Regions from separate parts of the Mus musculus genome. Here regions 1, 3 and 4 are each linked to region 2. A link is a contact called in public Hi-C and HiChIP or PLAC-seq data. All regions are on one chromosome and are shown on one strand. Each heading gives the region's core, a stretch centred on a gene start, on an enhancer-like site or on the middle of the called end of the contact. The rest is flanking DNA. Distances are from core to core; before and after follow the strand shown. Region 1 overlaps Babam2 (BRISC and BRCA1 A complex member 2). Region 2 overlaps Babam2 (BRISC and BRCA1 A complex member 2). Region 3 overlaps Babam2 (BRISC and BRCA1 A complex member 2). Region 4 overlaps Rbks (ribokinase).

Region 1 (3,291 bases), core at 543-3,042, 150 kb after region 2:
TCCCACAGTGGTCGGCCCTGAGCCGAAGCTCCATAGCCTCTGGGTGTTGGGAGCCCCTTGAACTTGGACAGACAGGGCCCCTTTCCTCTTCCTCCTCATACCCTGAGAGGTACATGGTACACCCATTTTGCAACGAGAAAAGAGCTGACGGGGCTACGTGTCATCTACCTTGTGGGAATGAAAGGGTAACTAGGGTCTCTGCATCCTGAAAGGGATCCAAAGTAGAGATGTGATCATGAGGTGGCCCCTGGAACATAGTACACAGGCCCTCCTAGGACTTGAGGCTAAGGCTGATTAGTAAAGTCCTCACTAGGCCCAACAGGAAGCAGTACTAGGCCCAACATGATGGCAGGGGGCAGCCCCTCAAAAGGATGAGGAACAGGATTCAGGTGATCCAGCTGACCTATTTAATATAAATCAAGGAGTCAGGAAGGACTGGAGTGACTCAGCCTCTGCCTGGCTGGAGCCGTCAATGGGCTTTGTAGCCTATTTCCTGGGGACGTTTTCAGCTAAATCAATGATTTCATCATTCTATCCCTAAGCACCCTCAGCAGCTAGTTGCGACTGTTCACGTGACTGTCTGGGTGAGGCCAAGAGGTCTGACCTCTGACAGGAGAAGCTGGGACAGTGGTGGCAAGTGTTAGGCTTGGTGGTAGTAGGAAGTTTGTTCCTTTCCAGTCTCCCCAAGTAAGCCAGAGTGTGAGTGAGTGGCACTTTGGTATCTGAGCAGCTTTGCCTCACTCGTGAAGAGAGGAGCTCCATGGAGACAGCCGCTTCCTGCCCCTGGTTGAATTCATTGTACAGGCTGGGGTAGGAAGACAGCGAGTTGGCAATGGAAGTCTCACCAGGCAATCTGAAGACCAGAGGTCAGGCCTGAGCGTCAGAAAGTAGCCAAGTGGACAGGTAGAGTGCCAAGGCTTAGTGTATGTCTCTAGGATCCAAAGATGAACATTTAATGCATACAAACTTATTGGCGCAGCTATGCCTTTTATCAAAAAAGTCATACATTTACAGTCCAGAATTGTTAAGAAAATAGAATTATCAAGAGATGTCTTTCCATAGTCAATATGTTCTCCTTACTAAGAGAAACGTCTTTAGCCTAAAATATTAAAATTCTAGCTCTCATATGCTGGTAGGAATAGCTTTACTTATTTGACTGACTGACTGATTGATTGATTAGCAGGATTTCTAGTCCAGGGTGGCCTCAAACTCATTAGGTAGCCTAGGACGACCTTGGACTTTTGATCTTACAACCACACCCAAGTTTATGCAGTGCTGGGCATGGAACCCTGGGTCTTATAAATGCTAGGCAAACCTTCTGAAAAACTGAAAAACATCTCAAGCCCAGGGATAGCTTCCAGTGAATTCCTTCCCCACAAGCTCTATTTACAATCCTGAACATCTCAAGCATTGGGTACATTATGTTTTTTTTTTTTTCCTAAAAAAAAAAAAATGTTCCCTGAAACCTTCTTCCCTTCTCCTTTCCCCAGTTCACCAAATTCTTATCTGAAGCTTGAGGGAGAAGAAAATGGGGGCTAATATGACAACAAGATTTGTACCTTCACAAGTAAATATCACAACTGAGCTGGGTAACTACTTGTGGAAGCTTGTTAGGTCACAGTGACTCACTTGCGTAGATGAGGTTATTTTTAGAGCTGTAATTTGTACTGTTTAGAAAAGAAGAAAGAGATGGTAAAAGGCTAGATAGCTCATTATAGTTTACAGAGCTCATGAACCCAGCATCCATGCAAAAGATGACTAAGCAAGGGGTCGGGTGGTACTTTCTCTCAGAATTTCACAGACGTGAGTCATCCACTTCAGCCTGCAGACACAGCATCAGGTACCTGTGACTCAGCTCCCATTTAGACAGAGCACTAGAATTCAATTCTGATACGCTTTTGTAGCTAAGTAGTGAGGAAATTACATAGCAAAGCAAAATAGGCCTTTGTACCAGGCAGCCATCCAATGTTTAAGCAAGGACTGATTGATCTTCGTCTCTGGTCTTTCAAAGAATCTGTTTATGATCCATGCTAGGTGATGTCTTTTCATTCTGCTGCGTCACACTGCAGTGCATCTCACCACACTGGCTCTTCTGACCCAAGTATTCAGTCTCACAGCTTCTCCACTCCCATGTCCAGCCAGCACGTCCTAAAACCAGGAGTGTGTGTGTGTGTATGTGTGTGTGTGTGTGTGTGTGTGTGTGTGTGTGTGTGTGTGTAAATCTTTAGCCTACAATATTAGCATATTAGTTCTCATGAGCTGCAAAAAAACAAAACAAAACAAAACTTCCAAAGGCTTTCCATTCCACGTTTACCTATGGTCAGAGTTATAAGAATATAATAATATTTTCTTCAAGTGTTTTTCTTTCTTTTTAAAAAATAAGTTCCCTTGTGCCCCAGGCTGCCTTTAAACTTACTCTATAACCAAACTTGAAGTCCTGATCCTTTTGTCTTTCCCTCTGAGTTCTGGTATGATCAGCACATGCCACTACCCCTGGCTTTAAAATGTTTTTTTCATGCTTAAAAAATTATACAACTACTCATGCACATAAGATTTCTCTGTAGATGAGCAGCCTGGTCAGTGCAAGTGTACATTCATCCAACAGGCTTTCTCTCTCTTCTCAGATGCTGAGCTCTGCTAGCCCAATTGTCATCAAGGCATAGCCTCACACACTTAGCTCCTGTTGTCACTTAATTACACAGTTTATTTAGAGTTAAGTCCTTAGAGTGTAACCTGTCTGTTTATATGTACAGAAAGTGGTCCCTTTCAGTTTGCAGACCTATTATTGGATTGTTTATAGCCAACAATAAATGTAACTATACTTATCAATGAAACATCAACAATGATTGCAAAAAGTAAGTACTTCAGAAAGAGACAGGATGTTTTCTCCCCTTTGCCTGCCTGTCCCAAGCCACTTGCAGCCATTTCTGACACTTGGCAGCTGCCTCTTTTACCATCTGTCGTCTTTGCTCCAAACCTGCTGTGTCAGTAGTACTGTTACCAGGAACAGCAGAACATGCACAGGCTAATGTCCTATTGTCACGGAAAGCCCTATGTATATTTAAGTCAACTCAGCAAACATTGAAATGTATGCTGTGAACCTAACCCTGGAGTAGGCCTGGAGGTGCAGAAGAGGTGAGGTGCACACATTTGTCCAGGGGTGGGAGAGTCAGACATGTAAATGTACAGATGCACATGTAGACTGCTGGAACACAGGAGTGCCAAACCTCTGGAGATCTTAGAGAACGGCTCTGCCTGAACTTGCCCTTACATGTAGATGAGATTTATAGG
Region 2 (3,015 bases), core at 31-2,530:
TCCAACCTTCTGAAGGTATTCAGGTTTCTGAAGGTCTCCAGATTCAATAAGTACTCCATTAATATCAGTATCTACTCTGTCATTCCTTTCTCATCACCCTGAAAAAAAAAAAAAAACCCAGTTTCTTAACTGAGATGCATCAAGGTTATTTATGATCTAGTTCTTAAACTTGTTCAGCTTCATCTCTTTCAGTTTCCCCCAATATCCGGTGCTTCAGCCTTCCTGAATAGTATTGTGCCTGTATGTGCCTCAGCATCTGTCTTTCTAATCTCCTACCCTTTTTGACTCCATGCAACACTGCATCACTTCCTCCTTGATGCCTCCTGAAGCCCCCAGCTTCAACCCTTTGCTAGCATCCCTGCCTTGCCCTTCCATTTAAGCACATACTCACTGCAACAGGATCACCTAGCATTCATTTACTTGTTTGCTTCCTGCTTGTGGCAGTGTGTCTGTCTCTCCATGGGGGAAAGCCTGGGATGTTCTGGTGAGGTTTGGGGAAGTTGCTTTTGTCCTTGTTTGTTGCTGTTGCTATCATTTTAACACGTTTCATTTCTTAGTAGTTTTTGAGAGCTGGATTGCTATGCATATTTTCTTGTGTCCTTACCCATATGTGATTAAATAACAGAGTCAAGAAACCCAAATAAGGGCTTCCCCTCTTCTGCTGGCCTAATTTCATTCTTTGATATCTACTTAGTAAAAACTTTTGTTCACTCAGAAACTTGAATCCACACTCTGGCGTGAATTAGAAACGTTAAGCTGTTAATAACTTCCCTGGAGAATTATGACTTGAAAGAATGCTTTGCTACTTTTATCATCAGTTATGCATCGTGAAATGTCACAATTTCTCTTCAGAATTTCTTTATAAGCACAAAGCTGCAAATGTTCATCAATTGATCTATCTCAAGCCCCTATTAGCTTAGAAATGAGAGGAACATTCTTTAGTAATCCAGGCCAATGAGAACTCCTAACTCAATTTATACTTCTAAATCTGGCATCAGCATTTCTATAATTAGTAAAGTTCTAGCAAATCCACCTACTCAAGATCTCTGCTAAGTCCAACATTTATAGTGGTTCATTACAGAGCTATTAATATCATAGTCTTTCCTCATATGAATATTTCTACTCTCCATAATTCACTGCAGGGACATTTTTGCTCTGTTCTTCCTCTTTTGGACCTTGCATTTCCTTTCTGATTCACACGGTCCTCAGTACGTGACAAAGAGTTTTCAAAGCAAATTTGGACTAGGAGAATCATGCAGAGGAAAAGCATTGCAGCAGGAGTCAGCAACACTGGATTTGGGTTTCTGCCCTGTGACTCACTCGCTCTGTACATAGCATAATCCACTTTCTTTATCTTAGTGTCTGTGAATCTGTGGGTGTTGGAATCAATGGTTACAAGCCTTTTCTTTTTAATATAAAACAGAATAATAATAGCTCGAGGTGAAGTGGTGGCCAGGTCCAGGAAGCCTGTCCATTGTTGCCCTGGGCTGCTCTGAGCAAACTCAAGAGAGGTGCAGACTCTAGTTCTCCATAGAGTATAGGGTGCAGCCTCTAAGGCTGTTCTTACCTTCATATTTTCTAAGTTTGTCTTTAGTGAACTCCCATCAACAGCAAGGAAGGTGTCCAGTCTCTCCACATCCTCACCAGTATTTGGTATTTTCTGGGCCGTTGCTTTTAAATACAGAAGTTGTCCTCATGGGTGTTTGATGGCACCCACTGTGTTTTGGGTTACTAACAACTTCTCATGAGCTCACTGGCCATTTGTTCATCTTATTTGGGTAAAAGTCTACTCAAATTCTTTGCACATTTTAACATCAGATTGTTTATTGTCTTGTTGAGTTTCAGGGGTTCTGTATGTGTTCTGGATATTAACTTGTGATAAAAATATGGTGTAGATGGTGTGGTTGTACATATCTTTAGTCCCAGCACTGGGGAGATAGAAGCAAGCAGATCTCTGTGAGTTCAGTATCAGCCTGGTCTACATAGTGAGTTCAAAGCCAGCCAGAGTTACACGATAAGACACATACATACATGCATACATACACACACATACACACATGAGACATGTGCATGCATATATATATCTCAGATGTTTTCTCTCACCTGCCGTTTTACTGCTAATCCTGATTTTTTTCATAAAGTCTGATTTATCAGTTTTTCTTTAGTTGTCTATATACTTATTTACAATTCCTAAACTTTACATAGTCTTCATTTTATGCAGCCTCCTAGCCCAGTGTGATCTCCTTCCTGCTTTTTCTCTTAAGTCACAGGGCTCACCCTGTTACTCTTCAGTTCCTTGTATTATGTTTGCCTCTGTTTTCTTTTCTTTAGTTGCTAGTTGTCTTAGCCAGTGCTTCTGAGACTTTAATGTGCATCAAATGTCCTAGCTGGTGCTTAGTTTGAATAGCATGGCTCCACGCTTCACCATCTATCCATATGGGTTTCAATACCTATGCTGTTCACAAAAGTTACATCACACCCTTATTTCTTGTTTCTGGGCTGTTCCTCTGTCTCTAGATGTTTGGAATTGAAATCCTGAAATCGAAAGAGGTATGAAAGCAGTTAGTGCTTATAACTTCCCTCAGGCTGGGAAAGCCAGATCTCTGCTCAATGGTTTTGTTTCTTTGTTTATTTTTGGTTTTTAAACCACTTTTGAAGCTTTTCTTGGAATACACATTACTCTTCTGTTTGCATTATCTCTCTCAAGGAAAAAAAAAGGCATAATAGAGTGAGGGTTGGACAAGAAAGAGCCTAAGGAGGTGACTCTGTATTCGCAGAGACTGAGTGAGTTCTTCAACCTTTTCGTAGGCCTTTGTCCACTTATGTTGTCCTGTCTTTGTAAGGACTCTCACTGAAAGCAAAGAATACTTTTCTCATTTCATGTTCTCTCTCTCTCTCTCTCTCTCTCTCTCTCTCACTGAATATTTCCATTTCTGGGGTGGGGGTCTTCATTATTTGACAGTGTGTCACAAACAAGTCAAGTCATAGATGAGCAAAGCCATACGAAAGCCATAG
Region 3 (3,275 bases), core at 756-3,255, 180 kb after region 2:
TACAGCCCCAGATGGGATGGAAATGAAATGGCCAAGAGAGCAAAGTAAGTGGTACATTGTTAGTTGACTGGCCGTGAGTGGCCTCTTTGGGTTGTTTGTTTGTTTGGTTGGTTGGTTGGTTTTTGTTTTGGTAAATGGATTGTAGGAGATATGAGATAGCAAGTTAAGTTGTAGATAAATAATGTCAATAATAAAAATGATGGCAACCACTTATGTATTTTAAATGATAAATTTCAAATGTTGGTAAACAGATTTTCTAGTGAATAGTCAGTATATGAGTTCAGTGTCTATTATTCCATGGGAAGCTGCATCTCATGAATTATGTTTCTCCTGTGTGTTGCATGGATTTGTATACTCAAGTACACAGACTCCTTAGATCTGCAAACACTGCTGTGGAACTTGTGTCTCAATGGAGATTAAAGTTACTAGCCTTAATAGTTGAGTATAGAAAGGCTGTCACTATAGTCATAAGGACCAGGTTGATCCAGAAACATGGTGAGTGCTATGGTAAAGACTTCAGGGTCTGGGCCAGCAGTGTATGGACCATTGCCTCCTAGCCTGAAGCAGCAGTAGATTGAAGTGGGATTTTCCAAACATAAACCATAGTGTGGTGTGTGGCAAATACTTTATCACTCTGCACAGCCATGTGCTCTTACCTGTGATCTCAGCTGAAGGGTGGGCAGAGCCAAAGAATCATAGAAAGAGAAGTGGCTCATAAGCATCCTCCACTGCTCATCCAATAGTTACTACCCTCTACAGTGTTCCAGGCACTGTGTGCCATGCTGAGGATGTCATGATAAAGAAACTAGAAACTATCCATGGCTTCACTGAGCCTGTAGCCTAGCAAGGAGATAAATCATACCAAATTCCTGACAGCTTTAAAGTACCCATAACAAAAGATGACCTTCCAGGCTTAGAAACTTCTTGATTATTAAGACTTCCTGTTCTTACCAACCATTTCCTGGTTGAGTTTTCTTCCCAGAGAAAACCCTCCTGGCCTCTCCCATCATCTCTCTACTACTAAACCCTCACATGTGGTAGGCTCAAGGCTCTACAAGAGTGCCCCTTCTCCAGTACTCCAGCCACCCAGAATCCCGGTGTGCCACTCAGAGCTATTATCTGAAACTCGTGTGCCTTTCTCCCTATATTTTCCCTTTATATCCAAGCTACTGAAGTCTGAAATTCTATTTAAGGAATAAACAAACAAATGCAAATGTAACTAGTAACAACTATTAAGACCTATGTTGACATGCAGTGGAACAAAGGAAATCTAAAGCAAGGTTTCCGTTTGAAGTCTTGCTGTTGTTTAATTTTCTGGGCGTTCCCTATGTATACATAGGATCTACCCTTAGAAGATGGGCCATTATTTGTGGTATGTGCTCCAGAGTCTGAAGCAGACATATCTTTGTGGTTTCCATGGCAAAGCAATCTTGGTGTGCGTGTGCGTACTTCTGAAGCAGGCATTTTAGCATGTATGAATTGAATCTTTAAGGAGCTGTAGACCACAAGCCTGTGATTTCAGTATAGGAGTTATCGTAAGTGAAGCCTGTTTATCTTAACAGATTGGTTCAGACTTTCAAGAGACATTTGCTTTATGTTAACACCAGTCTAAAGAAAACATCTGAAGTCGTGTTAAAAAAAAAAATCTGCTTGCTAGTTTAGTGAGGATAAATCCATTTTAGATGTAATAAAAGAGACAGCCAGCAGCTCGTGCCGGCTAGAAATAGTAGCTTTAGCCCCTATTCTTTAATTGAACTGAGTAATTACATGAGGCTGTGTCAAAGGCCAGGTAATGGGCAAACGTAAGCAAGAATTGTCCTATGGTTAAGTCTGAAAACTAGCAGAAAGGCATGGAGGAAAATGTTGAACAAAACGAAAGGTCAGTGAAGCATTCCTCGCATGCCCCGTGTCTGTATCCTATGAAAATACTGTACACAGTGCGTAAAAGGCTATAATTCACTGGGGGAGCTCTGCCCACCACATAAACACTCTCATGGTTTAGAACAGCCCTAGAGCCCTTTGAGTGAAATCAGCTGTTTATCCTGCCTGCCTAAGAGCACAGTTCTAAACGTGTGCATTAAAAAAGGACACTTTCTGGGACTGAAAAGCCAGGGCTTTTCCTACCACAGTGCTTCTTGCTGATATCAATCCAGCCAGTCCTACCCTTAACAGATACAATACCCTAAAGTGTGTAGGTACAGGCTTTGGGGTCATACATGCTCCAGTTCCAACCAGAGTTTAATCCTATAAGCGCCATAGCCTTGGGCAGAGTGCATAATCTCTCTGAACTTCATCTTTTAAGACAGGGTTGTACTCCCTCTGTTGAATGGACTTGCTAGGAAGGTGTACTCAGTGAGGCAGCATATTGAACAACAGTAGTTTTCCTTTAAACTCCCAGGCAACCCTTCACCGCCCTCTTTCCAATTTGACTCTGGTCACATGTTCCTTTAGAATCTCTTATGTTATTTTTCCTTTTTCTTTAGCATCTTTATCTTCATCTATTTTCTTAACTAAATGGTGAGCTCTTTAAGGCAAACACTTGCTATAATTATCTTTTTAATGTAGTATAATTTGTGTCTAATTTACAGTGCTGTGGACAAATTTTTATATAAAGACTGTCTCTGTCTTACAATGGCTCAGCTTAAGATTTTTGAGCCATATAATGGTCTGAAAGCAACGTACATTTGGTAGAATCTATACTTTGATCTTGAATTGTGATATTGTTATGAGATAGTGTTATTAATACACTGCTCTATGCAGTTCCAGAAAACAGTAGAAAACCACAGCTCCCAAGGAAGAAAAGCAGTAGTCTAAGATATTCCATTTCCCAAAACTCTGCTGCCCTACAGCTAGATACATAAGTGGAGTTTTTACTAAGGATAGTTAATTCTTTTTACATTGATTGGTTGATTGATTGATTGATTGATTGACTGGGGAAACTGGTTCTCTCCTTCTACCATGTCATTTCTAGGGACTAAACTCAGGTTGTCAGGTTTGGCAGCAAGTAGCTATACCTGCTAAGCCACTCACTGGCCTACAGGATACTTTCAACCTCTTGTGAGTTTACCGGACTATAACCGCTTCAAAATTTGAAGAGCATCTGTTGCTTAAGTTGATAAAGTACATACATACTTAGAATTCTTTTGTCCTCTTAATATATTGGTCCTTCTGCCATTATGGAATGTCTATATCTGGTAAGACTTCTTGACTTGAAGTCTTCTTTAATATAAAAATAGCTGTTCCAGCTTTCTCTCCACATAGTTTTGTATGCTGTC
Region 4 (3,117 bases), core at 343-2,842, 250 kb before region 2:
GGAGAAAAAAGAAAAAGAAAAAAGAAGAAGAAAGAAAAAACCCCACAACATATGACATTAGTGCTTGGCAGAGAGAAAGTCAATGCTTTGTGTCACAGCAGGGGAAGGGAGGCGGAGGAATGCCTAAATATTGGCTCTGTTTTAATTTCCATTCTACATTACATTAAACTCTCCCTGTACTCCTCTCTAATTTACAGTGAGCGCTGACACAGATTGGTGTGCCTCTTCTTTGACATCAGTATTTCTCTTGAATTATGTATTTCTATCTGGAACAGGGTTTCTGGGCTGAGGCTTGCTTTCATTTAGATGGGTGAGAAGGATGAATGGGAGGTCAAGTGTGAAACCAAAGGGAGCTAATGCTCCAGTGTTCTCAGGCCCAAAGAGGCCGAGGTGAGATTAAAGGGGACACTGGTCTCCCTGTTTTCACTACATTGATTATACTTCAACTACTGTGCAGCAAAAAGCTCTAGATTCTTCGCTTGTTGGTACCCTGCCTTTATTTGTAAGATAACAGGTGATAATAACAACCGTATCACTGGGATTTTATTTAAAATTGAGTCACAGCCAAGAGAAGCCCCTGCTGGATACAGTACTCTGAGAGCTCTCAGGTTTCCCCGTGTACAGGGCTGTGGTGTTCAGGTTGGCTGCCCTCTGATTGGTGACACATGGCTCCTGGATTGACAGAGGTCATTTGCTGGCTCCCCATGGGCCTGCCCGTGTATTGGGGTTCTCTTTCAGCCTCACCAGTCAGTGATGGCCTCTTTCTGGCCAGTCACACCAATTCTGGAACATCTTGATGGGGTGGTCTGAAGTAACACTTGCATCCAAAAGATCTCATATAAAATGCAGACTTATCCAATAACATACACAGCAGACAACCCTGTACCCCTTCGTGCCCCTCACCCTACTTCCAGTCCAAGCTGGAGCCCAAAGGGACACCATATATTCAGCAATCTCTGAGAACCCTTCTCTAGCTTCACTTTCTACCTGAAACTCACTCTGTGCTGGGGGTAGAAATTTGGGGAAAGCTGTTTTGCCTGTTGCCTGCAGTCTAGGAAGCCAAGGAGAAAAATGGCTTATGGAGACTGAAAATAGGCTAAGACCTCTATTTGCCCAAAAATGTCTGCGGTAAATGAATTCATTCTATAATTCAGAAAGGAGGGAAGGAATCCTGAGTGCAAGCTAAAAGAAGAAGAAAAGCCCTATTCTTCTTGCACTGTTAATCTGCTTTGTGCTTAAACAACTTTACATATCTGCGAATAAATGGCACTTAAAAACAAAGTGTCCGATAGTGACTCATTGGGCTAGAAAGACTGGCCTTGCCTTCTGTGGTCAGCAGTCTTTCTTCCTGTGACTCCAGCATTCTAGACAGAAACCAGTTACTCCAATATGACTTGGTATCCTACAGGCTTTGCTGAGACCGTCTCTGCCCAGCGCTCCTCTCCACCAGCTGCTTTCTTCTGTTTGAACTATTATCATTGTTCTCTGAGAACTGCTAAACATACGGAGCCGTTGGATTAGCACACAGCAAAGGCATCTGATAGCCTGAGCAGCAGCCGCAGGTCGCACCTCTACTCATGCACAGGGCTTAGAGTAATTAGTCATTGCACAATGTTGTATTCATGGCCTTTCTGCGCCTGAGCTGTTAGGCCACAAGCTCTGCAGCAGTTGCTGTTAGGAGAGGGTTTCTTTCTGGGTTATTTATAATGTCCCCACTTCCTCACAGTGACTGCCTCACCCCCTGCTCTTGAGCCAGGTCTACACTGTGAGGACAGTGAAGGGACTGGGCAAAATTGTTTGCAGACTCTAGCTATGCTGAAAGGTGGAGCGGGTGATTCACTGCCAATGGCTTGAACCTGGTCTGTCTACACAACCCAAATCCAGCATGCCCTGCCTCACAGTCTCTGACAGGAATGGTTATATGGAGCCTGTTTCAGTCAGAAGGGAGCTGGTCTCTAAAGTATGCATTAGAGGGAAACTACCTGAGTATTGTGCTGGGAGGTATTTGAACGATGGATATTTATTACTCATTATTTATATGCATTCTATGCTATTCATTTTTAGTATATTTATTATTACATTCCAGCAGGTATTTAAGTGAAGGTAGGTTTCTGTTCTCAGTGCCTGTCTGCTGAAGAGAGAATTACCAGAAGGCAGGTACACAAGCCTACGAAAGACACACGCAGCCACTTGTGTTTGGAGTTTGGTTGTTACACTTCTGCCTCTATTACCATGGCTGGGTTTACTCTGTGGGAACTGGCTTCAGTCATAAGGTGAATCAGGATCCCAAAACATTTGAAAACCACAGAGACCAACGGAATGAAGTTTGTTTTTCCCACAAAATGTCCATCTTGTTGTCCTCTGCCACCCACAGGTGGAGTAAGCTGGCCTGTGAGCCCTAAGGCTTTGCCTGCTTCTGCCTTCCTAGGACTAGCATTGCAAACACACACTTGGCTTTTAAAGTATACATTGGTGAGAACCACTTTCCAGATCTCCCTGGTCCCTGTTGTTTGATTTCTTAAGGGCAGCTGTTCAGACTGGGGACAAATGGAAGTTCTCACCTCCCCCACAACTAGGGTTTCTTTGTGTAGCCCTGGCTGTCCTGAATCCCACTCTATAGACCAGGCTGGCCTTGAACTCAGAGATTAGTCTGCCTCTGCCTCCCAAATGCTGGGATTAAAGGCGTGCACCACTATCTCCTGGGTCAAATGGAATTTCAATACAGGTTTTTTGTTTGCTTGCTTGCTTCAGGGTCTTATATAGCTTAGGCTGGCCTTGAACTCAATACGTAGCTGAGGCTGACCTTAAACTCCTAATCCTCCTACTTCTACTCCCCAAATGCTGGGATTACAGGTCTATGGCACCATACCTAACTAAAAATCTGGTATGGTATCATGTGACCACAATCCCTGCAATCCTGTCCTCGGAGATGATGAGGGTAGGAGAATCTTGAGACCCACTGTAGTACATTATGTAAACACACTCATACACATACACACCTCTTTGTTTATACCATTAACAGTATCGTTGCACAGAGTACAACCTATAGTGTGCAGTCATATTTTCCTACACAAGCAAGCAGATGTTCAGGTCTATGACGCACACACCTGCCTTTTG

Evidence for each region. Hi-C and Micro-C count contacts between places; a contact is called where the count stands out from the background. HiChIP or PLAC-seq counts read pairs in DNA pulled down with a chosen protein or histone mark.
Region 1: a contact with region 2 is called in a Hi-C map of uterus. The contact joins two enhancer-like sites. A contact is called at or near these places in 6 of 484 Hi-C or Micro-C datasets (cerebral cortex, cortical neurons, liver and 2 more), 2 of 115 datasets of contacts at active chromatin or transcription factors (neural progenitor cells and pancreatic cancer cells) and 1 of 9 other capture datasets (adipose tissue).
Region 3: a contact with region 2 is called in a Hi-C map of cortical neurons, with 3 times the contacts expected there. The contact joins two enhancer-like sites. A contact is called at or near these places in 1 of 15 datasets of contacts at CTCF or cohesin (the NIH/3T3 cell line), 4 of 484 Hi-C or Micro-C datasets (cortical neurons, embryonic fibroblasts and nephron progenitors), 3 of 115 datasets of contacts at active chromatin or transcription factors (bone marrow-derived macrophages, fibro-adipogenic progenitors and heart atrium) and 1 of 9 other capture datasets (adipose tissue).
Region 4: a FOXA1 HiChIP or PLAC-seq map of pancreatic cancer cells shows a contact between it and region 2. The contact joins two enhancer-like sites. A contact is called at or near these places in 2 of 484 Hi-C or Micro-C datasets (the 3T3-L1 cell line and muscle stem cells), 4 of 115 datasets of contacts at active chromatin or transcription factors (bone marrow-derived macrophages, embryonic stem cells, fibro-adipogenic progenitors and 1 more) and 2 of 9 other capture datasets (adipose tissue and pancreatic islet).

The regions. Positions count from the first base shown.
Region 1 is chr5:32,034,144-32,037,434 of GRCm38.p6, forward strand. The region is part of intron 10 of Babam2 (BRISC and BRCA1 A complex member 2); the gene reads left to right. Among named protein-coding and RNA genes, the nearest start is that of Gm52770, 37 kb to the left of the region's middle. Within about 2 kb of position 1,793, at least 115 of the 459 cell types and tissues checked have an H3K27ac peak or open chromatin away from gene starts, as enhancers often do. A contact at or near this core is called in adipose tissue, cortical neurons, muscle stem cells and 2 more, where this site is marked.
Region 2 is chr5:31,881,266-31,884,280 of GRCm38.p6, forward strand. All of the region lies in intron 6 of Babam2 (BRISC and BRCA1 A complex member 2), which reads left to right. Among named protein-coding and RNA genes, the nearest start is that of Gm52770, 120 kb to the right of the region's middle. Within about 2 kb of position 1,281, at least 76 of the 459 cell types and tissues checked have an H3K27ac peak or open chromatin away from gene starts, as enhancers often do. A contact at or near this core is called in adipose tissue, bone marrow-derived macrophages, cortical neurons and 3 more, where this site is marked.
Region 3 is chr5:32,057,621-32,060,895 of GRCm38.p6, forward strand. It overlaps Babam2 (BRISC and BRCA1 A complex member 2), which reads left to right. Exons shown (of 12, transcript NM_144541.1): 11 at 1-44. Among named protein-coding and RNA genes, the nearest start is that of Gm40277, 31 kb to the right of the region's middle. Within about 2 kb of position 2,006, at least 21 of the 459 cell types and tissues checked have an H3K27ac peak or open chromatin away from gene starts, as enhancers often do. A contact at or near this core is called in cortical neurons, where this site is marked.
Region 4 is chr5:31,635,504-31,638,620 of GRCm38.p6, forward strand. The region is part of intron 7 of Rbks (ribokinase); the gene reads right to left. The region is part of intron 2 of Gm38424 (a long non-coding RNA gene); the gene reads left to right. Among named protein-coding and RNA genes, the nearest start is that of Mrpl33, 23 kb to the left of the region's middle. Within about 2 kb of position 1,593, at least 95 of the 459 cell types and tissues checked have an H3K27ac peak or open chromatin away from gene starts, as enhancers often do. A contact at or near this core is called in bone marrow-derived macrophages, muscle stem cells and pancreatic cancer cells, where this site is marked.